2 separate regions of the Gossypium hirsutum genome follow, and region 2 is linked to region 1. Evidence: chromatin contacts called from public Hi-C data. All regions are on one chromosome and are shown on one strand. Each heading gives the region's core, a stretch centred on a gene start, on an enhancer-like site or on the middle of the called end of the contact. The rest is flanking DNA. Distances are from core to core; before and after follow the strand shown. Region 1 holds the start of LOC107954272 (serine/threonine-protein kinase UCNL). Region 2 holds the start of LOC107954270.

Region 1 (6,197 bases), core at 1,181-3,680:
ATTTTACCCTTATAATTAGTATATTTTCTCACGATTTAGGTTTTGGATTTATAGTGAGTTTGGATGGGCGGTGCGTTTACCTGCGGTTAGTGTAAAAACAGCGGTGGCAGTGAGATTAGATACTGTAGCAACACTGTAGCGTGAGACAAAAAATAGGCTAAATGCACTGTACCGCACTCAATTGTCTATCCAAACCTACCCTTAAAGATTATAGTTTAGGGTTTATATGAGTTTGGGTTTATAAGGTTTATGATTTGAGTTTAGGAATTAGGGTTTATATTAAGTTTTAGGTTTTAGATTTCGAGTCTAATTTAAACAAAGTTATTTAGTATTTATTTACAAGTCCATTATTTTTTATTTTATTAGTGATGAAGTGCGATATTGTTGTACACGGACAACACTTGAGAATACATCAAATATTCATTCAATTTTTATTTACTTCAATTTGATGAAAGAAAGGTAAAATAAAAAAAAAGAATTAAATATAAGACAATGAAGCTTGGCTCAATGGCAATGACAAAACTAAGGTTGATTCCCAAAATCTATAATATCTCAAATTCACTTGTTTGAGGCATTTATAATATAAAGTCTGAGCATGGTACATGAACTATCTCTATAGATTATTTCCATAATGAGACAATTTCCACAAGCTCTACAATCAAATAATTACCCATAACCCTTCATCTATAAGGTTGTTAGGAGAACTACTACTAGCAAATGCAAGAATCTCTTTTACTATAAAGAACAAACATATTTGTGGTTTCTCTTATAGGATGGAGGAGGAAGTAATTCTCTCCCTCAAATTCAAGCCTCATGGCGGAGCGTGGAAGACACGCGTCATGAAAGAAGAATGCAAAATGGTAAATAAAGAAATATTACGACAAATTTTATTTTTCAAATATTACAAGTTATCATTCTGCCATTTTAACATCGTCTTCTACCTTTATGTTATGTACACTACGAACTGAAAACTAAAAGGAAAATAATTTCATCTAACTGAACCTTTCACCTGCGTTAGTACTCTGTGAATGAAACGTTCCGTCTATGATCCGACAACGGTGATGGTGGCATCGACTTCGGATTTGGAGCCTTCGAACTCTGGAAATATTCTCTTATATCAAAATTTCCTGGCGATACTTCTGTCGTCAAGTCACCATCGTCTCTCGGCGGAATAAACGGCGGCCGTAACACTTCCGTTAAGAAGTCCCACCTGACCCCTCTAAAGAAGGCGTGCTGTTTGATCTCGCACGCGCCTCCGTGATATCCAAGCCTCTTTTCCGGATCGTTCTGCAATAACCGTCCGATCAAATCCGTTAAAGCGTTTGGTTGACCCATGAACTTGGGCTCTTTGGTCAAAACGTTTCGAAACGTCTCTTTTCGATTCTTCCCTTTAAACGGCGTCCTCCCGTAGAGCATCTCGTAGGTTAGAATTCCGAAAGCCCACCAATCGACGGCGAATTCATGTCCATCCCCACGTACAACTTCCGGTGACACGTATTCCTCGGTGCCCACGAAAGAGTTGGAACGTTCCTCGTTTGAGAAACTCAGCTTTCGTCGACTCACTGGGCTGACTCGGGCTGATTTCGCTTTCTTCAAAGCATAGTTACATTTGTTATCGGGTACGACAGGGATCCATCGAAAGAAGTTGAGTCGATGTTTACGAAGAGCTGGAAATTGAGGCAAAGAATTAGGAACCTTTTTGTCGTCGGCTAAAATTTCTGAGGGAGGCTTTTTCTTTAAGTTGCGGGAAAGGTCGAAATCAGTTAAAGTGGCGTGACCGGAGTGTTGAATGAGGATGTTTTCGGGCTTGAGATCCCGGTAAACGATACCCAGGGAATGCAGATATTGGAGAGCACATAGGATCTCGGAGAGGTAAAAGCGGATGACAGAGGGGGAGAAAACGTGGTCGTTTTGATGGTAACGGAGGACGTTGAGGTCGGAGCCAGGGCAAAAAGGGACAGCCCAGGCAAGAAGGTCGGGGGTTTCGAGACGACCCAAAAGACGAGGGAGAAAAGGGTGTTGAAGGGCAGGGTCGGGAGGGGAAAGGGTTTTCAAGACCCCAATTTCCCAACGAGCTCGACGGTCGGCGTCAGGTTTGGATCTCTGCACAACCTTTAGGGCGAAGGGGGAACGAGCGGTTGGGTCGGTAGAGATGTCGTGGACAAGAAACACAGTCCCAATGGCCCCTTTGCCCAGGATTTTGATGGCCTTGAGCTTTTCCAAATCTAACTCTGGCGGATTCTCCATTGCAGAGAGACGAGGAAGCAACAGCGAAGGGAGAGAGAGAAAGGAAATAGAATGCGAATGTTTTTCGGGGGAGAGAGAATGTTTAGATGGTTTGGTTTCATTTATATACGGCTATTTAAAATGTGTTTTTTTCCCTCGTTTCCGAGTGCTTGTATATTTTCCTTCAAAAACAAAGTATTTGTATATATCAAACGACATAGCATCAAAAGTAAAACGAGAATCCATGGCACAAAATAGATTAACCACTCCTTATATTATTTAGGGTTACATCTACTTTATATCCACTTTTTATTTTAATCTTTAATTCAATTTTTCTCTTCTTTTAATTTTTAAACATTTCAAAATAAATAAATAAAATTAATGTTGATTAATTTTATTGATAATAATTAATTATTTTTTTTTAAAACAAATACATTAAATATATATTTTTTAATTTTTTTAGATTTTTAGATTTTAAAAATTTAATTAATTATTAATATGTCATCCATGTGTATGTCACGCTAACAAAGTTAACTATTCTATCCTTTTTGGGTGATTTAACAAAGACGAAAAATTAAATGAATGGTTAAAATAATTTTTTTATTAAGTTAGAGGGTCAAATAAGTCATTATGCCTATGCAATATTATGCATGAACTTTAATTTTGTGCGATTTTATATATAAAATTTTCATTTAATTTAATTTTTAAAAATTACTAACAGATTATCGAATTAGCACTATTTTACATGGGATATTATATACGCAAATAATTATATTAATCTAATATAAAAATAAATATACATATATTCAGATTTTTTAAATATATACAATTAAATCAAAATTTCATATATACATATAATTAACAATACAAATTTTATATGCATCACTACACCAAATGCATTTAATATAATACATCACAAGTTATTTATTCATTAATTTTTTTTCCAAGGATATTTATAATTTTATTTTCTATATATTAAAATCAAAATCTCTAAAAATATATTTTTTATACGGATTATCTATCCTTTTTACATGTGTATAATCTAAAATAGCAACATGTTCCCTAACTTTAGTTGTTTTAATTTGATTTTTTTTAGTTAAAGTTTTAAAATATTTCATATAATTAATAAAATATATCATATTTAATCTTATTATATTTTAAATAAATGATTCAATTGATAAAGATTTATTTCTATATTTCGTTAAATACGTTAATTAAAATTTTTTAAAAATAGCAAAAATATCAGACTAAGTTTAACGGTTATATAAAAGCATGGTGTTTTGGTGCAGTAGTGATCATAAATAAAATAGCATAACCTTAGCAACAAGTCATCCAAACATCAAAATACACGTCAAACTAAACAGCATATTATTAAGATGATACTCATTAGGTCCTAAACCATAGCTGTTCATTGGAACTCATCTTCTCTTTTCTATCAATCAGTCCCAACTTCATTGCTCTTGCCCTGCTCCTTTCAACAGATTCTCTACTTCTTCCAGGCTCCCGGCTTGGGCACCTCTGCAGAAGTCAGACCACAAAATTGATTCAGAACCCTTTTGTTGTGGTTAACCATTTCCACATATCTCTCTTCATACTCTGAGGGGTACCTTCTATGCATATTCTTTCACACCAAGATTTAAACATCTGAGACAACCATTTCAATACATACAGGTGTGTTTGAGGTTATACTCTTTCACTTAAAATCTAATTATCAAGTCAAGAACATCATCTAACCATCAAAACATATGATTCCAATACAACAACTCAATTCATAGTAATTATGTTTTCAGGGCTTCTCCTAAACTAGTTCAAAATCAAGACATTTAAGAAACAAAATTTATGATACTGTCTAACAATGTCGGGGGAATCATCACAGGGACTCTTCCTGCTTTTCTTACACTCTAAAACTGGACGGGTTGAAAAGGATGCAGCTAATGCGAACCATGTTTTTCTACCAATCTCACCTATCTTCTTTGAAACAACCCCTGCAAGAAACGACCAAAAAAAAAAAAGTTTTCATTTCACAATCTGTACGCAAAAGGGAAAATATCCCAGAAAAGTGAAAGAGCGATAGAGATAGAGGAAAGACTTGATTTGAAAGATTTTACAAGTCTTTGGTTGAATCGCAGCAGCCATCGATATTGAATAAAAAATAAGAATTTTCAAGGTGTTTAGGGTTTTTAACTTTTTTAACAGGTAAATACAGAGTTTTGGTAAACTACATATTTAGTCATCCAAGTTTACCCATGTTCCTATTTTGGTCATCCATTTAAAAAATTTGTTATTTTAGTCACTCCTCTTAGATTCGTTGTCAATTTTAGTTACTTTTGTTAGATAAGTTGTCAATTGTAATCACTCTACCTTAAAATGGATTTGTTCATTGAACGTAATGCTGACGTGGCTTGATATAATCCTAATTTTGAAAAAAAATTATAATCTTTAATATTTATACATTATACCAATTTGTTCATGATTCTACAAACTAAGAAAATACAAAATTAAAATTAAAAAATACATAAAAAAATTCAAAAAGTATTAAATTTATAAAAATATATAAAATATTTAAAAAATAATAAAAAATATATTTTCACACTTTCCCCTAAAGTCTCCACTTTTCTTTCTCAATCAATGCTAGTTTTTCTTTCTCATGTTCTCAAATATTTTTGAGCTTATACAAGTTTAGCTTTAATTTTTTTATTGTAAAATTTAATTAAATTTTCATTTAAGTTTTTATTATCAATTTGGACTATTTATTCGAATTAAAATAATAACAAAGAGAATATCTATATTTTTAGAATTTAAAAGTCAATTAATTAAATAATTGACAATTATCGAGCGACCAAAATAAGAATGTTGGTAAACTCATATTACTGAATACGTAGTTTACCCAATCATTTTAGTTCCATATGGTTTAAACGTTTTATTTCTAAAAGACTAATGAATAAAGTGTTTTACAGCATTAAGGTAAAAAAAAAGTGTTTTACTACATTAAAAATCATTTCACACCTAAATATAAATATAAATTTTAATTTTAGTTACAATATTATATTTTTTTACAATTATTTTAAAAATAATAATTATCCTTATTAATTATAATTAGGGTAAACTATACAAATGGTCATTGAACTATGCCCGTGTTCTTGTTTTGGTCACCCAACTTTAAAAATTTTCAATTTAAGCATTAATGTATGAAATCTTTCTTGTTTTGGTAACTCGCCATTAAATTAATAATATAAATTTTTTTTCTAATTGGTATAAAAACATATTTAATCCTCAATACTTACATATTCTATTAATTTAATCCTAATTCTAAATAATTCATTAAATCTAACCCTTCACATTTACAAATTCTATTAATTTAATACTCAAACTTCATTACCAATGGTTTCGACATTTAAAATAGAGGCTTTCCTCTGGATCGTCCCTCTCCATCTTCTCTCTCCCACCCTCCTGCTCCCCCCATTGTTAAATAAGTTTTCCATATTTTATGGATATTTTTATTTCTTCAGTTCTTACAATGCCGTGTTCTAAACCGTACACTAAGATGAATGGAGACTAAAAACATCATGGGGACAAAAAGCCTAATAAATGCTTCAAAATGCACTTTTTATTGAGATTTAAGTTTACAGACAGCACCTTTTATGTTACAAAAAAGCGTTTGTTGAGTTTGGTTTTTACAAATGAATTGAAACTTATCGAATATCAACTATAAGCGTTATGTTTTTAATTATTAAAAATGGTTTTGATATAATCTTTGTGATTTTCTTTAAACTTATAACAACAAATAATAATTAAACTGAATGTATTTAATTGTTATTTAAAAACAGGGAGGGCGAGAGAGAAGATGGAGGTGAGTTTGGATTGGCGATTGAGTGCGGTGCGTTTAGTTTACTTTTTGTCTCATGCTACAGTATTTAATTTTACCACCACCATCATTTTTATACTAACAGTAGATAAACGCACTGCCCATC
Region 2 (6,197 bases), core at 1,928-4,427, 130 kb before region 1:
AGCTGACAAAATGAATGCTTATGTCATACTAAGAACATTCAAAGGCTTGCTTCTCATCAAGCATTGAAAGCCCAGTAAGCTTTCCAATATTTTTTAACTATCTGAGATAGTGAGTAATTTGTCAAACATCACTGAAATACGTGAAATGCCATGCACGATTAAACACATATGTTCTGAATACTGTGCTAAATGGAAATTTCAAATTTCTTACATATGCCAGTGAACACTCAAAACAAGCAAGCCAAGACTGACAATTTAAACCACATTGTTGAAGTAAAGAATTCAGATAAAAGCTGAAGAACTTAAACAAAATGGTTTACCCACCGTTATGGCAAACAACCTGTAGAGGACATCATTCATACCACCAGTTTCTTCATTAAGTGACAACCAATGTCTCTCCACAGTGTGCGTTCTTATCACATTCTGAACACGATTATAGAAGTATTCGACCATCCATGTTGTCATATCTAAAGCTTGGGCATCATTAGCAAATGTATATTGATCTAAGAGACCTGCCAAGATCTGTGAAAATGACCAAGTTAGAAGTTATCATACATCTCCTTAACATCAAACTGCAGAACTCGAATCTACCTTGTGAATTGTGTAGTATGGAGCCCAGACAGGTTTTATTGCTTCGAAGCGATCAAAAAGTTCTGATGGAAATGCAGAAAGATATCCTGTGCCCATTTTCTTCTGACAGGCAGATAGCGCAGACACAACGGCTGACATCTTCTCTTTGAGAGTGTCATTGTGAGTGCTAGCCCACATCTGAGCTGTTGCACTCAAGTAATGCCCTTCAAGATACGAAAGGTAATTTTACATTATAAATTTACAATCAATGATCAGAAAGCAAAGATAAAAGTTGAGAGGTGTAACTTGCATCAAGCACATTAAAGTTTCATCGACACCCATGTATAAAACAAAAGCAAGGTAGCAGGAGAATCTAAACATTTTTGCAACTAACATGGCAGGGAACTTGAATAGAATCTATCCACAATAGCTACAAAATGGAAGAAATCTAACTTCAGATAGAACTGAGAATTAAAATATTACAAAGTCCTCTCAAAATGCCATAGCAGATATATTAAAAAGAAAAGAAGTCTTTACTTGACCAATAAAGCAACGCTTCATAGATCATGTCAATTAATGTTTGATCTTGAACGGCTTATAAATGGTTATATAACCTGAATTAACTTTTAAGGTCCCAACAAAGTTTGTACTTGCGATTTAGCAGGGGTGGTAGACTAGTGAACTATATAAATAAATGGATCAATGGAGAGATTATCAGACTGCCAAGTGAAATTTGAAACTAACATATTGGATTGTAGTATCATGAATTTCTTTGGCTGCAATGGATACCTAAAGGTATGAATAGAGTAGAATTAATGCTTTTACTAAGTATGCTCAAAGGCTAGAAAAGGAGCAAGTGATGTATATGGATTAGATGCTATGTTGCTCCGACTTCATTTTTGTTTAAGTACTCGTGTCCAACACATGGGAATGGTGATGTGATCTCCGAGAATTCATACATGAAAAAACTTAAAAATGTCTGACCATACCCGTGTTGGACTTATAGCCGTATCATTCGACTATACCAGTCAAGATTAAGGAGCTCCTTTAGACAAGAGAGAAGAGAAATAAAACAAAAGAGAACCCTAACAAGCCAAAACTTTACTCCAAAAAGGATGTCCCTAATTCAAACCGCCAATCTCCCAAGTTTACTATCAAAACCTAACTGCAAAAGTTGCTGCATGGAAACTAGCAGAAGAGTAGACTTCAAAAACAAAAAAGAAGAATGGCATGATTACTGTTCCATTTCCCATTCATTCATTTACTTTTTAAAGGTTATAGAGAATCCCCTTCTAAATGAGCAAAAAGTAGTTGAATTAAATGTTTCCGCATCAGAATAACATAATTTAATAATAAATTACAGCGGCATGCAAAAAGGCAGTAAATTAATAGCTTTTTTGACAGCATGGAAATGGAAGCAAAGCCATGATTACCTACAAAATGACCACGGAGCTCAACATCTGGGGCTTCCCACCCTCCGTATGGCTTCCCAGGCGTTGGCAAATTTGCAGTTTTCCTAAAACTCCAAACCAAATTATCCACATCCAGCATCAATAAATACTTCAAGTTGGTCTCTTGTGCTCTTCCTTGAATCGAATCTGAATCCAATCTAACGTCATGCAGTGATATCTCCTTCAAGAAATCTCCACCCACCTTGAAACTACCAGGATTCTTCATTTTCTTATACATCATTGACCAACTCAGTTCATCAGCCTCTTGTCTTAAGATTTTCCTTGGTAATAAATCAGACCAAGCGGAGTCATCAGTTGGGATCAAGTGGTAATGAGCAAACATCTCTTGCTTCCATGTCTCGTTTTGTGATTTCAACAGTTGGTAACGAAAAGTATGCGATGAAAGTTGAGTTGGAGTGTTGGTACACTCCTTGCTCAAAACACTCCCAATTACGGATAAAATAGCTAATACTTGAAACAGAGTAGAACCCTTCATTTTTCTTTCAATGAAAACTTCAAAAAAAAAAAAACCAAATATTTCTGTAGAATTAAATTAAAGATGGTAGCGAAACTGAGACAAGGATCAAAGACGTTCTCCAAGAATACCAATGAACATTATCCAAAACCCAGAAAGGACAACCAAAAAAATGTATTGAATTGAATATTCCCAACACAGTAAAAATCATTAAGACCCCATTAGAATAATAATAATATTATATAGGTTGCAACTTTATTAACAAATTACCCAGAAACCTAAAAAGAAGCAGCTAAGACCCCAACTTCAAGCTAAGAAGGATCGAAGAAAAGAATTGTAGTAGGAATAGTTTAAAGCATAGCGCAACATGTGACTCCCGATTCTCTTCATTTATACAAAAAAAACGAAACAGAGCAGAGAACCCCAAGCATTCAGACAAGGTTAGAAAGACATCTCGTGAAAGGTAAGAAATGTTTTTATCTTTTTTAATGCTTTAAAATTGGATAAAAAATCATTGAAAAACAAAGATATTTTATAGGGGGAAGAGTCAGAGACTTATCACGGGTAATAAGTCATTTTCCAAGGGGGTTTGGTTTGTCGACTGAGTCAGACACAGAGACAGAATCGGCATTTCTAGTTTTACAGTGAAAGAGAATCACAAAGCAAAGTAAAGGAGAATCTCCGTGATCTTAAGTGAAATCCTTCCATTTATTTAACTGCCTTCGCTTAAAAGTCTGGATTTTTTGGGTCTAATTATGGTTTTAGTCCTTTACTATGTTGAATTTGAAATTTAATCTTATTCTCTACTGGTAGATCCAACTTGATGACGTTATTAATTGTTCTTTTATGGTTATTGGTACACACTTAAGGCAGCTAGAAAATTTAGTTAGAATTTAAACATATTCATTTAATAATTAACAATTGTTTAAGATTGATTTTGCTACCAACAACCTCTTAATCCAATGGTAAGAGTATTATGTTGTAGAAATAATTCCATTAAAGTATAAAAATTAAATCTAAAAAATTTGAAGGGATTACAATAAGAATTATGCCTTTTTTTTCGCTTTCTCTAGTTTTTGAGTTTTTGTTACCATAATTCTATGCCATCCATGCGTTTTTGAAGGCTTAATTGCCAACGTTTAAATTAATTTAACTACAACAGTAATTTTAAATGCATTATTTAAAAATATATAATTTTTTTTGTTTAGATATAAATACTTAAACATTGTTTCTAACGCAGGAGGATATTGATTCGAGTGCGTTAGATTGCATTATTTTCTTATTTATGGATCAAGAGACTATGCCTAATTTTAAGTATTGTATAAAAAATGATCTACTTTAATTAAATTTTTTTTCTTTTTACCAATATTATACCAAATAATATCCCTTAATTGGAGATGAATCCATTCCAAGACTGAGATATTATCGTTGTAATTGGTGTTGAACTTTTTGGTGTTTGACTGGGTTTAAATTTTCTAATGAAGAATCAGTAAAATTTGTAGGACGGAATTTCTTTTGTAAATTAAAAATTAAATATTGAAGAGAAAAAGAACATCTATTTTGAAATAATTAATTAATTAATTAATCAAGTTAGTGATTTATACATAACGAAGAAAGAGAAAATATATAGTATAAGTTAAAAAAGTAATGAACTTAAAAAAAAAAATCATGGAGTTAAACACAATTTGGCACTATTTCTTTTACAGATCCCTTCAACCTTGCGAATCTATTTTCTTCTCATCCTCTATTTGTTTTATTTTTTTATTTTTTGGTTAAAATAATTCTCAAGTTATTTAATTTGAGGTTCCTTCTATTTGAAATTAAAAATTTCTATTAAAGAAATTGGCATATGACATCCTACAATTGGCTACCACATTTATAAACAAAGTAATATTTAAACTTTAAAGTACCCAAATAGACATTTTCAAAGTAGATATACCATATCAAAAGTTATAATAAAAGAAAGGGACTAAATATGGTATTATACATTTTCTTTTTGGGATTTCTTTTCTTCACTCCAAATCACACGTGCCAAATCATTAAAGAGAGAGAGAGAGAGAGAGAGCTAGCTGTAAACATAAAGAGGCAGCCAAACATTAAACGGTGGCGTAAATGTGTGTTGGTTTGTTATAGAATCTTTGTCAAACCATCACTATTTGTGCTTTGACAATATTTAGTAATTATTGAAGGAGATCACATGTTCCCTCGTGAATAATGTTAAGTATCTTAATATAGTAAAGCATGTATTTTAAATTTAAAATTAAATCAAATTTCTTATTTTTATCAAATAATAGTTTGCATATATGGAAACTAAACTATATCGTTTTTATTTTGGTTTCTCAATTATAAAATTTTTTAATTTTTTTATTAACATTGTGAATTAATATAATGGTAAATTTAATTGTAAATTAATATAATTAATAGATCACATGTTCCCTCGTGAATAATGTTAAGTATCTCAATTATGCTTCAGTTATATAGTTAACCAAAAGATAATACATCTTTATAAAATTAATAATGGTAAATTTAATTCTTATTGTTTAGACATTTTTTTAATTTAATTTAAATTCTAAAAAGTTTAGTCTTAAATGTTTACATATATTGTCAATTTGATATGAGTTATTTGCACCAAATGTTCCACTACGAACCTAATTATAAATTAGTCTTCAAACTTTAAAATATTCTAAATATATTCCCAAACTATTAAGATTATATCAATCAAGTCTTTCTATTACTAAAACCACTAATTTAACTGTTACATGACACATTAGATTTTATATTTCTTAATTTAAAATGAAAATATAAAGAAAACTAAAATGTTAAAATGAAAAAAAAGAGAAGTTAAAATGAAAAATAAAAAACTAAAACGTTGTTGCATAACTTTGCTTATAGTTTTTTATTGTTTTTAACAAAACTAGTTTTTACTTTTAAAAGTTATGCTACAACATTTCAATTTTCTTTTAAATTGTTTTCACTTACTTTTTTTATTTTAATGTTTTATTTTTCTTTAAAATTTTTATTTTAAATTATCCATATAAGATCTAACATGTTACTTAAGTCAAATTAACGGTTTTAGTAACCATGAGACCTAATTGATGTAATCTTGATAGTTTGTGGATATAATTAAAACGCTTACAAGTTTAAGGACCAATTTAGAATCAATGTCATAATTTAGAGACGTTTGGTGAATTAACTCATTTGGTATTTATTCTAAAAAAATACATAATAAATTTAAAAAATAAAAAACAACATAAAATCATTAAAAAACAAAATTTTCAAGATTATAAAATATTAAAAACTACATAAAAAATTTAAAATAATCAAAAGAAGCATAAAAATTCTAAATAATAAATAAATGACAAGAATAGGGTAAACTTTTTCAATCTTATTCATAGACCTCAAGAGTATACATAATATTTATACTGCAGTAGTCACGCAGGAATAGGAAAAATATATAATATGTTCCTAAATATATAAAAACATATATAATATATTCCTAAATATATGCCTAAAAGATATGTAATATATTTAGATATTCCTAAAAGATAATATCTCATAATAATATCCTAACACCACTCAAGTTGTAGCATACAGATCATAAATGCCCAACTTGCTCAGAAGGTATTCAAATTTTGGCTTGCCAAGTGCCTTTATAAAAATGTTAGCCAACTGAACGGAGGTTGGAACATAAAAAAGGTGCA

Evidence for each region. A called contact is a pair of places that touch in the nucleus more often than the background predicts.
Region 2: a contact with region 1 is called in a Hi-C map of leaf, with 1.8 times the contacts expected there. The contact joins the promoter of LOC107954270 here to the promoter of LOC107954272 in region 1. A contact is called at or near these places in 2 of 34 Hi-C or Micro-C datasets (both in leaf).

The regions. Positions count from the first base shown.
Region 1 is chrD07:19,984,629-19,990,825 of Gossypium_hirsutum_v2.1, reverse strand. It overlaps LOC107954272 (serine/threonine-protein kinase UCNL), which reads right to left and starts at 2,430. Exons shown (of 1, transcript XM_016889780.2): 1 at 866-2,430. The coding sequence starts at 2,247. The coding sequence ends at 1,015. LOC107954273 (a long non-coding RNA gene) reads right to left here and starts at 4,427. Exons shown (of 3, transcript XR_001699473.2): 1 at 4,316-4,427; 2 at 4,125-4,211; 3 at 3,519-3,744.
Region 2 is chrD07:20,115,402-20,121,598 of Gossypium_hirsutum_v2.1, reverse strand. LOC107954270 reads right to left here and starts at 3,177. Exons shown (of 12, transcript XM_016889779.2): 1 at 2,004-3,177; 2 at 592-794; 3 at 325-522. The coding sequence starts at 2,517.